2 separate regions of the Sus scrofa genome follow, and region 2 is linked to region 1. A link is a contact called in public HiChIP or PLAC-seq data. All regions are on one chromosome and are shown on one strand. Each heading gives the region's core, a stretch centred on a gene start, on an enhancer-like site or on the middle of the called end of the contact. The rest is flanking DNA. Distances are from core to core; before and after follow the strand shown.

Region 1 (5,647 bases), core at 69-2,568:
AGGATGGGGGAGAGAACGGGTAACATTTAGGGTCGCTAATATCATTGACGATATGCTGTTCGATAAGTGATATAAAGTAGATACCATCATATGACCTAAAGGCTCTTCTTCATTTAGCACTAATTAACATAGACTCGGTGCTAAGCGCTTCACACTATCTCATTTAATTCTTTTTCTTTTTCCTCCTTTTTGGGCCGCCTCTCAGCACATGGAGTTCCCAGGCCGGGGATCAGATTCAAGCCGCCGTTTCAACCCAAGCTGCAGCTGCGGCAATGCAGGATCTTTAACCCTCTGTGCTGGGCTGGGGATCGAACACGCATCCCAGCCCTCCCAAGATGCCACCGATCCTGTTGTGCCACAGTGGGAACTCCTCGTTTAATTCTTGAAACCATCTTGTAGGTGGATTGCGTTGGACCACAGCTCATGACATCACCACTTCTGTAGGTCAAAACTCCAATAAGAGTGCCGGCAGTGAGCTTCAACCTGTCTTCACGGCTACAGCTGAAGCAAAGCCCACCGCCAGGGCCTGGAGGCGTCCGCCTGCTAGGAGGATTCGGGCTTCGCCCTGGGTTCCTCCTCCTCAGCCACCCTCCCCTGGCTGCCCGTGACCCCACCACCCCGCCCCATTGCGGCCAGGTCTATATTTACAGCCTGGGTTTCTGTGAAGTGGGGACTCGAGGAAGTGACTTATTCCAGAGTCATCACAGCCACCCAGAGATAACGGCATCCAAGAACCTTCTGTTTCTGACTGTCCCCCTCGCCCCCACCTCTGTGGGACTTTTCTCCTCCCCTCTGGATTTCCAAGGCTCGAACCAGCCAGACAGAAACAGTAATTGCCTGTGTGCCAACCAAGTGTCCCCCATCTGGAGGGCAGATGACAGGGAGTGGGAGATTGTGTCCGTTTTGCAGCCAGTGACACTGAGGTGAATCTGTGTCCAACTTGGTTGCCAGCTGCCCTTGTTGGGGGCGGGTTTCTGGACCCCCCGGGGACCCGGCCTGGTCGGGCTCGGCCTGGGCATCCCAGAGGCTGTGGGGAGGACCTTCTGGATCCCCCCACCTCTCCGCTCCCGGGGATGCTACTGATCTGACAGCCCCCGCCGCAGGGGCGCTGGGCCCGGCGGGGCGGAGTATTTCCAGGTAGTCAGACTGAGATAGAGGGTGGCAGCTGTGGGGACAGCGGAGGAGGAAGGGAGCAGCCTGTCCTTTCTTCCCCACCCCCCACCCCCCCGCCGTGCACACAGCCCACCCGCCAGGCACAGCCGGTCTTCGGGGAAGTCGCCGAGTCGGAGTTCCAGGAAGCGATAACGCTTGTTGAAACCTCTTTCTTGTGGCCTGGCCTCGTCACATGGCTTGGTGGGGACCAACGTCAAGCAGGGCCGCAGGTCTGGGCCGGCTCGCACCCTGGCAGCTGCTGCCACCCTGCGCGCTTCCCCGGAGGCTGAAGTGGGGGGGGGCTTGCTGGGCAGGAAGGTGGGCATGAGCAGCTCTTACTGCGACGCACCTGGCCCAGGCTGAGAGCCGAGCTCTCCTGCAAGGGAGGGTTGCTGCAAAAGCACATAGTAGGTGTTAAGGAGACAGAAATTCTTTGCTCCTCTTCCCTGAAGCCAGGGACCATGTCTTTCGTTGTTCTAGAGTGGGATCCCCCACCTCGGCCCTACTGACTTTCCTATTATGGGGACGGTCCTGTGTGTTATAGGACATTCAGCGGCATCCCTGGCCTCTACCCACTAGACGCCAGTAGTGCCCACACCCCCTCTACAGGTATGACCCCAAACATGTCTCCCATGGCCACATGTTCCCCGAGGGGCCAAACCCTACATCTGGCACATAGTGGGTGGGGTGCTCTGAATTAGTAGGTCTTCAACCCTGGTGGCTGAACATGTCTGGTTCCTTTTTTTTTTTTTTCCATTTTTGGCCACCCTGAGGCATATGGAGGTCCCAGGCCAGGGATCAGATCCGAGCCCCAGGGGAGACCTAAGCCACAGCTGCAGCAACGTCAGATCCTTAACCCTCTGTGTTGGGCCAGGGATCAAAACCAGGTCCCAGCACTCCCAAGACACCACCAATCCCATCGCGCCACAGTGGGAACTCCACGTCCGGTTCATTTTTATACCCCACCACCGGGCATCGTGGAGGTGCCAAGGGATAATCTAGAAGGCTGTCAGCCGTCCAGTCACCATCAGCCTCTCATTCCACACCCCTAAGAAATATACCGTCTAAATAAAAACTGTGCTTGAGGACAGGGGCCTTGAACTTGAGGACAGCAGACTAAATTGAGCATGTGGTCAAGCCTGACACAAGGGGTAAAGGGAAAGGCCATGTGCCCATCAATAGGACGTCTCTTTCCCCATCCCCTGTGTGGTCCCTAGGAGCTGGCAGCCCTGCTTTTCCCCAGACAGGAGGTCCGGAGATCCTCTTTGGGGAAACTGACCTGCCGAGGAGAGGACACTTCGGATGCTGGCTCTAGGAGTCTACTGTGACAACCAGATCCTGCCCAGTCGCCTGGTTGAGAAGCACATGTCCACACACCCTGCCCGTAGGCATGACACTTCTGATGATCTGTTTTTAGCTTCCTGATCTTCAGTATGAACTCACAACCGAGCATCACTGGACACTTGAGGCAGGCTTGTTCAACGAAAGTCGAAGATCAAAATCAGCAGAGGAAAAGAATCCTAGAGAACAGGACCAATGCAGGGAGGAGGAAAAAAAATCAAGACAACAAAAAAACCTCAGAGAAAATAAGAGAGGTTGGTTGACTCTATAAGACAAGAACAAGGAGTCCCCGTCGTGGTGCAGCGGAAACGAATCCGACTAGGAACAATGAGGTTGCAGGTTCGATCCCTGGCCTCGCTCAGTGGGTTAAGGTTCTGGCATGGCCGTGAGCTCTGGTGTAGGTCGCAGACGTGGCTCAGATCTGGCATTCTTGTGGCTGTGGTGTAGGTCGGCAGCTGTAGCTCTGATTGGACCCCTAGCCTGGGAACCGCCACATGCCGCAGGTGCAGCTCTAAAAAGACAAAAAAAAGAGACAAGAACAAGAGTCTGTCTAAAGACACAGTCAATGACCAAGAAGGAACTGGAGAATGGAGAACAGAGAGAAAAACTTCAACATCAGCATTGGAAGAGAAGACTGGAAAATCTCCCAGAAAAAGAGACTGAATATACGACATAAAAGGCAAAGACATGAGAGGCTCATTCCACAAGATGCAAACTCACAGGCATTGAAGACAGAACAGAGAAGACGGAGGGACATTTTTTTCTTAAACGGGAGGACGCGAGCTTCCACGTCGGAAAAGCTTATCCACGACTGCCTCGGAGTTTTATTTCTGTGTACAAATGACCCCAGCTCTCAGCGCTACGGTGGGAAGAATTCTAAAATAGCCCCCCTCCTTTCCTGCCACCCTGCCAATCCCCAGGACGTGTATATAATGGATTTTGCTCCCGTGATTAGGTCACGGCATGTGGTTGGTTTTACAGAAGGGAGGCATCCAAGGGATCTAACTTCATCACAGGGCCCTTCAAAAGTGGAGCCTTTTCTCTGGCTCGTGCCAGAAGAGGAAGTCCAAGATTTCAAGCACAGGAAAGATGGGATGCGAAGTGGCTGGAAGGGAGGAGGAGGAGGGGCGGCATGGGCTGAAATGGGGGTCACTTCCAGAGCTGAGAGCTGATACTCGGCAAGGAAACGGGGACCTCAGACCTTATAACCACAGGAACTGAATTTTGCCAAAAGCAAGACTGAGCTTGGGGATTTCCCTCTGTGGCGCAACAGGATCGGCAGCACCCGGACGGAGCACTGGGATGCAGGACTGATCCCCAGCCTGGAACAGGGGGTTAAGGATCCAGGCTTGCCGCAGCTTTGGCATAGGTTGCAAGTGTGGCTCAGATCTGACCCCTGGCCTGGGAACTCCATATGCCGTGGGGAGGAAATAAAATAAATAAATAAATAAATAAAAGAACGCGCTTGGAAGCAGATTTTGCCCCCAGAGCCTCCAGATGGGAACTGAAACCCCAACTGACCCCCTGAGTTTGTTCCGGGGAGACCCTGAGCAGAGAAGTGCACCACGCTGTGCCAAACTCCTGACCTCTGAAAACCGTGAGAGAGTAAATCCTCGTTCTTTGAAGCCACAAAGTTTGTGGTAATTTATTATGCAGCAATAGAAAACGCAGAGAGCTGCTTAAAACAATGCGCGTTGATCTCATGGGACGTGGATCGGATCTCACACTGTTTCTGTGGGTCAGGAATCAGGGGGTGATTCAGCTGGGTGGTTCTGGCTCAGGGTCTCTTCCGAGGTTGCAGGAAACTTGTCAGCCCAGTCCTGCTGTACTGCACACGGAACTGTATCCAGTCTCTGGGGATAGACCATGATGGAAGGTGATTCGAGAAAAAGAATGTGTATATATATATGATGGGGTCACTTCGCTGCACAGCAGAAACTGATACAACATGGTCAATCAACCATACTTTAATAAAAAAAAGAAAGAAAGAAAAAAAAAAAAAAGAATTCCCTTCGGGGCTCAGCTGTTAATGAACCTGACTAGGGTCCATGAGGATGCAGGTTCGGCCCCTGGCCTTGCTCAGTGGGTTAAGGATCCGGGGTTTCCGGGAGCTGTGGTGTAGGTTGCAGATGCGGCTTGGATCCTCCGTTGCTGTGGCCGTGGCGAAGGCCAGTGGCTGTAGCTCTGATTCGACCCCTAGCCTGGGAACCTCCATGTGCCACGGGTGCGGCCCTAAAGAGCAAAGAAAAAAAGCTGTCACCGCAGCTGGAGGACCCTCATCAATGCAGCTCACTGCCATGGCTGTGGGCAGGAGGCCTCAGGTCCTTACTGCGCAGGCTCCGCCACGGGGCTGCCTGAGCGCCCGCACACCACAGAGGCTGACTTCTTCCAGAGCAAGTGAACCACGAGGGGCTCACTTAGAAGCCACAAGCCTTTTGGACTTGGCCTTGGGAGTCACATCTGCATTATCATTATCATCAACACAGACCTATTCCTTCCCAGCCAAGTGACCCGGGGAAGGTTCCTGAACCACTTTGAGCCTCGGTTTCCCCATCTGTGAAATGAGGAGATACTCTTCACTAGAAGGATAGGAACAGAGCAGAGGGCAAACATGGAACACCCCTTGAAGGGCCCGGCAGGCATCTGCTGCATATGAGGAATCTTATTTTGTCTCCGTCTCCTACTCTAGGACTTTAGGCCCAAGCAAGAGGGGTTCAGAGCCAGGGTTCAGGGAAAATTTGGGCCCTGAATTGAACATGGCACAGTTCCCACTCTGATCCCTGAGCTGCAAGGGACATTGTCCTCTCTTGGGCTGGCCCAGCCCCTTGGGGCTCCCTCCTGTCCTCTGCTTACTGCTCAGAAAGGTCTTTGTCCATTTGGGTGACCCCAGGTGAACAAGCCTCTGTGGCTCTCTCTGTCATATGCTACCATTAGAGGACACATGAGACTTTGCGGAGGTGCCAACAGGAAGGGCATGCTGGTGTCAGGCCCTGCGTCAGGCTCCATCTGACAGATTCAGGAGCAGAGACAGGAGGGACAACGGGAGTGACTGAGGCAGGTGCTGGCAGTGAGCCCTGAAGTTCAAGCCTGGATTCTGCCAGCTCTGAGTTAGTGTCCTGCGCTGCACGGCTCCTTCTGGTGTGTGACCAGAGCA
Region 2 (5,451 bases), core at 704-3,203, 430 kb after region 1:
CCCTGGGGACCCTGTAGGGAGGGTGTGAGGACCGTTCTGCATCAGCAGTCCTGCCCAGGCTGCCCTGCCCCAAGTGCCCTCCTCTGGGCTGTCTGGGCAGGGTGCCCTTGCCGCCCCTCCCTGTGAGCAGCTCCCCCTGCCCCACCCTTCTGTCCCCTCACTCTGCTCAGCGTCCTATTATCTATCGCCTGCCCCTCCCACGACAGCAGAGTCTATATCTGTCTTGCTGGCCTCTGAACCCAGCACGCAGTAAAGAAAGAACCAATCTTTTTTTTTGTTTTTTTTTTTGTTTTTCGCTGCCCCGAGGCATATAGAGTTCCCCAGTCAGGGATCAGATCAGAGCCGCAGTTGTGATCTAAGCCACAGCTGCAACAATGCCAATCCTTAACCTATTGCGCTGGACAGGGGTTCAAACCCCCGTCCCAGGGCTCCTAAGACACCGCCGATCCCCTTGCACCACAGCGGGAACACCAGAGAATGAACACATCTTGACAGCCTTGCCCTCTGGCCTTGTGTCAGTGCCCCCCAGAGAGCCCCTCTAGGTCAGCTCCGTGCCACCTAGAAGGGAGACCTGCTGCTCTGCCCCCACCTGTGTCACTAGCCTGCCCTGCCGTCTCACTTGCCCTCCAGTGACCGCAAGGGCCGAGCTATCCCCTTGAGTCCAGGGTGCAGCCCTCTGGCGAGCCCTGGCCTAGCCTCCCCAGGCTGCGCCAGGCTTCCGAGTCTGACTTGTGCATTTGCATGCTGTTTCCCTTCCCCTCTGCGAAGGCCTGGAAACGAACACTTCTCAGACAGTCTGGATGAACTTAAGTGTGATCCTGCCCCCTCCGAACTCACGGCCATGGTTCAGGTAGACAGGGGGACCAGTGAGCATTTACCCAATGGCATCTCATCCAGGTAAAAGCCCTTGGCAGAGGGTTAGCAGCTCCGGGCTACAGCTGCGGGGAAAAAAGCCCCGCCACGTTTTTTCACGAAGCCATTACCTGTTCTCCCTCCAGTCCCATGATCTTGGGGATCGACGGCCCGCAGATGTCAATGTCTAGGAGAGCCACCTGGGGGACGAGAAGAGACAGAGCAGGGGGTGACTGGGCGCAGAGTCCCTGGACGGGGTTCCAAGGAAAGGAGGGCAGGAGAGGATGCAGGAAGCTGGGTCAAACCGGGACCAGATGACCTCACGAGGGAGTCAGGCTGACCTTCCGGGCCCAGGAGACACAGCCTCGACTCCTGATGAGAACTTGGCAAAGGACCTCGACACCCCCAGCCCCCCCAGCTGCCCTGAGTCTGCCCTGTTGCCAGGGGGATCTTATGGGTGTCAGGTCCCTTCAAGATTCAGGTCCAGGCACTGTCTACTTGGCCCTTAACCCTGTGCTGGTGTGTATGTGTGTGTGTGTGCAAAGATCACTATCCCTGCTTCACAGAAGAGGAAACGGAGGTTCAGAGAGGCCCAGAGGCTTGTTCAATGAGCAGGGAGCAGAGCTGGGGCATGAACCAAAGTCTCCAGACTCCAGCACCAGGGCTCTTCCCGCGAGCCTTGGGGCCTGGCGAGGGCCAAAGTGGATCCTCAGCTGGGCTCGGACCAAGCTCCGTTTTCCTTTGATGCTAAAGGTTAACAATGACTTGGCCTCCACTTCCAAAAAAAGAAGCCAAACCTGAGGACAGCTACCCGAGTTCTGTGCTGGTTAACATGGGGCGTGGATGACTCCTTCTACCCCAAACGCCCTGCTCTCCAGGCGGGAAAAATGAAAGGGTCTGGGACAGCCTTCAGCTGTGTTCATCCTGAACGCTCTCCCGTCTGAGATCCAAAGTACAGCAGGTCTGGGTAGCTTTTTAACTGCCCTCAATTCGTTTCTGGCTTCCTTCAGGCCTCTCAGAAACCCTGACCTCCCGCGGTCCTCACAGGACCTCACAGCGTGGTCAGGAGGGCGGCTCATCCTTCCGATCCCTGCTGGCCTCGCACGCCCCCTGCTGGACCCCGGGAAGAGTGCAGCAGAACCAGGCTCATCCTCTAGACCCACGTCCTAGGCCTGGCAGATGCTTTAGGCGGATGCGTGTTGAGGATCCAGCGTCTTACATCAGAGCCCCACGACCTGGGAAATTACACCACCACTGCGACACTAACGAGACCCTTCATCAACACTCTCAGGTCTCTAGCCCCTCAGTCTAGAAAGTCTCTCTCGTGGGGCCACTTTAATCAGTTTCCTTTTGAGGACACCCCCCCTCCTGCCACCTTGGCCACCGACGCCCCATGACCAAGGGGATATCTTGGGCAAAGTGATGCAAGAAACAATCACGTGCTCGCATCCCCGTGGTGGGACCCGAAAAGGCCGCGGCACATTCCTGCTACCCCCACTCTCTCAGTGGCCGTGTGCCATCCCCTTCAGACTCCCTGCTGATCCTGCCGCTGCCCCGTCCGACGCATTCCCTTTCTGCTCCAGGGAAGCCAGAGAACCTTAGAGACCCCTAGCTGGGAGACACGTGCCTGCATTAATCCTCACAGACTCTCTGTGGAAGGTGCCAGAAGCCTGATGAGAAGAGGAAGCCCAGCCACACCTCTTCCCAGCCAGAAAATGGTTGAACAGGTGTGGCAGGGCTGTCAGGATCCACGTTTCCCTACCCAGCGCCCCATGCTTCCCCTTGAGAGGTCACTGGAAGCGGCCTCTCATCTTAATTCTAGGCGCTCCGAGGCGTGTCACTTGGCACAGGAGCCCTCTCCTGCCAGCTCTGTCTGAGCTGCTCATCTATGAAGCCAGTGTTTCAGGAGGTCATTAGGCCCCTTCCAGCGCTCAAGTCTACAAGCCCTGAAGCCCCCAGTGTGACTCTTTCAGTGACGGTGAGCCTTTCAGATCACAGGCGGGAGGGTCAGCTGTAACTTTCGGGAGCTGCTCTTGCAGCGGAAAGAAGGCATGGGATGCTGGGTCATCTCCAGGCTCAGGTCAACACCGCGCAGGCTCCTCTTTTCACCCCAACCTGCACACTCCCCGGCCTGCCTGCGAGCAGTCAGGGGCTACCCTGTGACTCGAGGCCCCTTATGAACTGTCAGACACCCGCCAGCCTGAGCACTGCCATGGAACAGCCTTGCTGGGAGTGGGTAATGAACCGTCACCAGGTGGCAGGAGAAAAGGACGGGTGGTCGGTACCATCCCACTGAATGTAGGGTGCGCGCGCATGCCACTTGGCTTTAATTAGCAAGACCCTCCATGTGAGCTCTGTGCCTACCCCGGGTGCCCCCGGCAGACAGTGATAGTTTCTGTCCTGAGCAGGTATTCGGGGAAGATACACTTTCGTGCATGCTGACGTTTCTGTTAAACACCAGCGCCCAAAGACACCCAGCTCCTCTAGCCTGTCTCCAGCAGGCCGTGTGCCCCCCTCAGTGTGCTGCAGTCAGGACGTGCGCACAGTAGGGCTTTAGGACATAATTACACGGAAGCACATGGGTCTGTGTAAACAGCTTCAGATTCCAAGCGGCTCCTTGCAGCCGACCCAGTTAAAGAGCATCTCCAGCTGTTTAAGAAGATGCCTGACAGCTTCTAAAAGCAAAGATTATTCTGGGTACCATGGATCATTTCAGAAAACACATTTCTTGGCCAGCCACTTGGCCAATACAAAGCTGAGCCTCAGAGACCAAGAGATTGCTAACAGAAGGATGGATCGGCAAGTGGTATCTTGAACCTGCTCAGCCCTGCAGACTGGGTGGGCTACAGACTCATTATTTCCAAAGCAGAAGTCATTCCCTTTCTTACAGTGGCAGGGGCAACAGGAAGCCTGAAAGGGCCAGGTCACAGCCCCTGGGACATATGGTTAGCAGGACCTTGCAGTGGCATACGGTAGTAACAACGGGGGCTGTTGGGAACATTTTGGGGGCGCTTCCTGTGCATCAGGCACTGTTAAGCATTTTACACTTACACACATCATCTTGCTCAGCCCTGAGTCCCATTTTACAGATGAGAGAACTGAGGCAGAGGCGGATAACCGCCCAAGGTCACAGCAGTGGCATGGGAGGAGTCGGCACGTGATCGTGGGCAGACTCCACAGCAGGTGTTCCTGGCCACCATGCTAAGCTGCGCCCACCTCCTGCCCTGCATGCTCAGCTGGAGTCCTGACCCTCCCTATTCTCTGAGTCGGAGGCCTGGCTGCTCCACCTTCCCAGCTTTGTCCTGTTTCCTGGCATCCGTTCTGGCACCACCCTAGCTGTGTCCTTGAAGCCTCTCATGGAGACCAGAGCATCACCTCCTGCGGGCTTACGTGCCCTCTGGCGCCATGCAATCGCACATTCAGCTCAAGTCATACCCCGTTCCCGCTGGACTGCCTTCCCGGGGCGATCAAAGCCTCCCGGTCGGGCTCCTTCGCCTGAGTGGCGGCCCCACACTGCCCACCTGTCTGCCTGGGCAGTGCCGGCTCTGCACCTCTGTCTCCTCCTGCCACAGTCCCTCTGCCCGACTAGAGTCCAGAGGCCGCCTCCTCCAAGGAGCCTGTCCAGCTGTCCCCTGCCAGTCACCTTTCTCCTGTCCTGAATCCTGAGGGCACACCTTGGGTAACAGATATCAGACTCCAGAGTGACCCACGTCCGTGGCAGAGGCCAACTAGAGTGGCTCCACATGTCACAAAAGGATCAGAAAAGAAACGAGCGCACAGAGGAATTCAGGAACCCAAGGGAGTGAGCAACACCACGCTTTCCAGATCACCCAGTCCGGCCTCTTCTCCGTCCCAGGAAGACCACGCTGCCCCACCTCCCGCTCCTCCTCCAAAGTCCTTCCCCAGCCAGCACTAGTGCTTTGGGTGCCACAAACCAAACCAGGGGCCAACATACTACAACCCAGGGGCCAAACCAAGCCTGCTGCCTGTTTTTGTACAGCCCACAGCTAAGAATGGTTATTAGGTTTTTAGAGTGTTGGAAAAAAAAGAGTACTTTTATTTCAAGACATGACAATTATATGGAATTCAAATTGTATGAAATTCAAAGTTTTACTATAACATAGCCACACTGATTTGTTTATAGGTTATCTGTGGCTGCTTTCATGTTCAAGGACAGAACTGAATAGTTGCTACAGAAACTATATAACCTAAAAAAAAAAAAAAAAAGTGCTGTATAACCTACAAAGCCTAAAATATTTACCACCTGGTTTTTATTCTTTTTTTTTTTTTCCCCCACACTTGCAGCACGCCTAAGTTCCCAGGCTAGGCTTTCACCTGCACCACAGCTGTACCCGGAACCACAGCAGTGACAACATCAGATCCTTAACCTGCTGAGCTACAAGGGAACTCCACCCTCTGGCTCTTTACATAAAGTTTGCTGACCCCTGAAGCAAACTCTACTTTCTTAAATTTTTTCTTTTCTTTTTTTTTTGGCAGCACCTGCAGTATATGGCAGTTCCTGGGCCTGGGACTGAACTTGAGCCATAGCACTGACAATGCCGAATCCTTAACTGCTAGGCCACCAGGGAACTCCTTAAC

Evidence for each region. HiChIP or PLAC-seq counts read pairs in DNA pulled down with a chosen protein or histone mark.
Region 2: an H3K27ac HiChIP or PLAC-seq map of alveolar macrophages shows a contact between it and region 1. The contact joins two enhancer-like sites. A contact is called at or near these places in 2 of 47 Hi-C or Micro-C datasets (embryonic fibroblasts and heart right ventricle) and 1 of 2 datasets of contacts at active chromatin or transcription factors (alveolar macrophages).

What each region holds. Positions count from the first base shown.
Region 1 is chr3:31,896,298-31,901,944 of Sscrofa11.1, forward strand. No RefSeq gene overlaps it. Among named protein-coding and RNA genes, the nearest start is that of SOCS1, 17 kb to the left of the region's middle. Within about 2 kb of position 1,319, at least 10 of the 83 cell types and tissues checked have an H3K27ac peak or open chromatin away from gene starts, as enhancers often do. A contact at or near this core is called in alveolar macrophages, where this site is marked.
Region 2 is chr3:32,322,413-32,327,863 of Sscrofa11.1, forward strand. NUBP1 (nucleotide binding protein 1) reads right to left here. Exons shown (of 11, transcript NM_001243382.1): 4 at 984-1,052. Among named protein-coding and RNA genes, the nearest start is that of NUBP1, 6.7 kb to the right of the region's middle. Within about 2 kb of position 1,954, at least 14 of the 83 cell types and tissues checked have an H3K27ac peak or open chromatin away from gene starts, as enhancers often do. A contact at or near this core is called in alveolar macrophages, where this site is marked.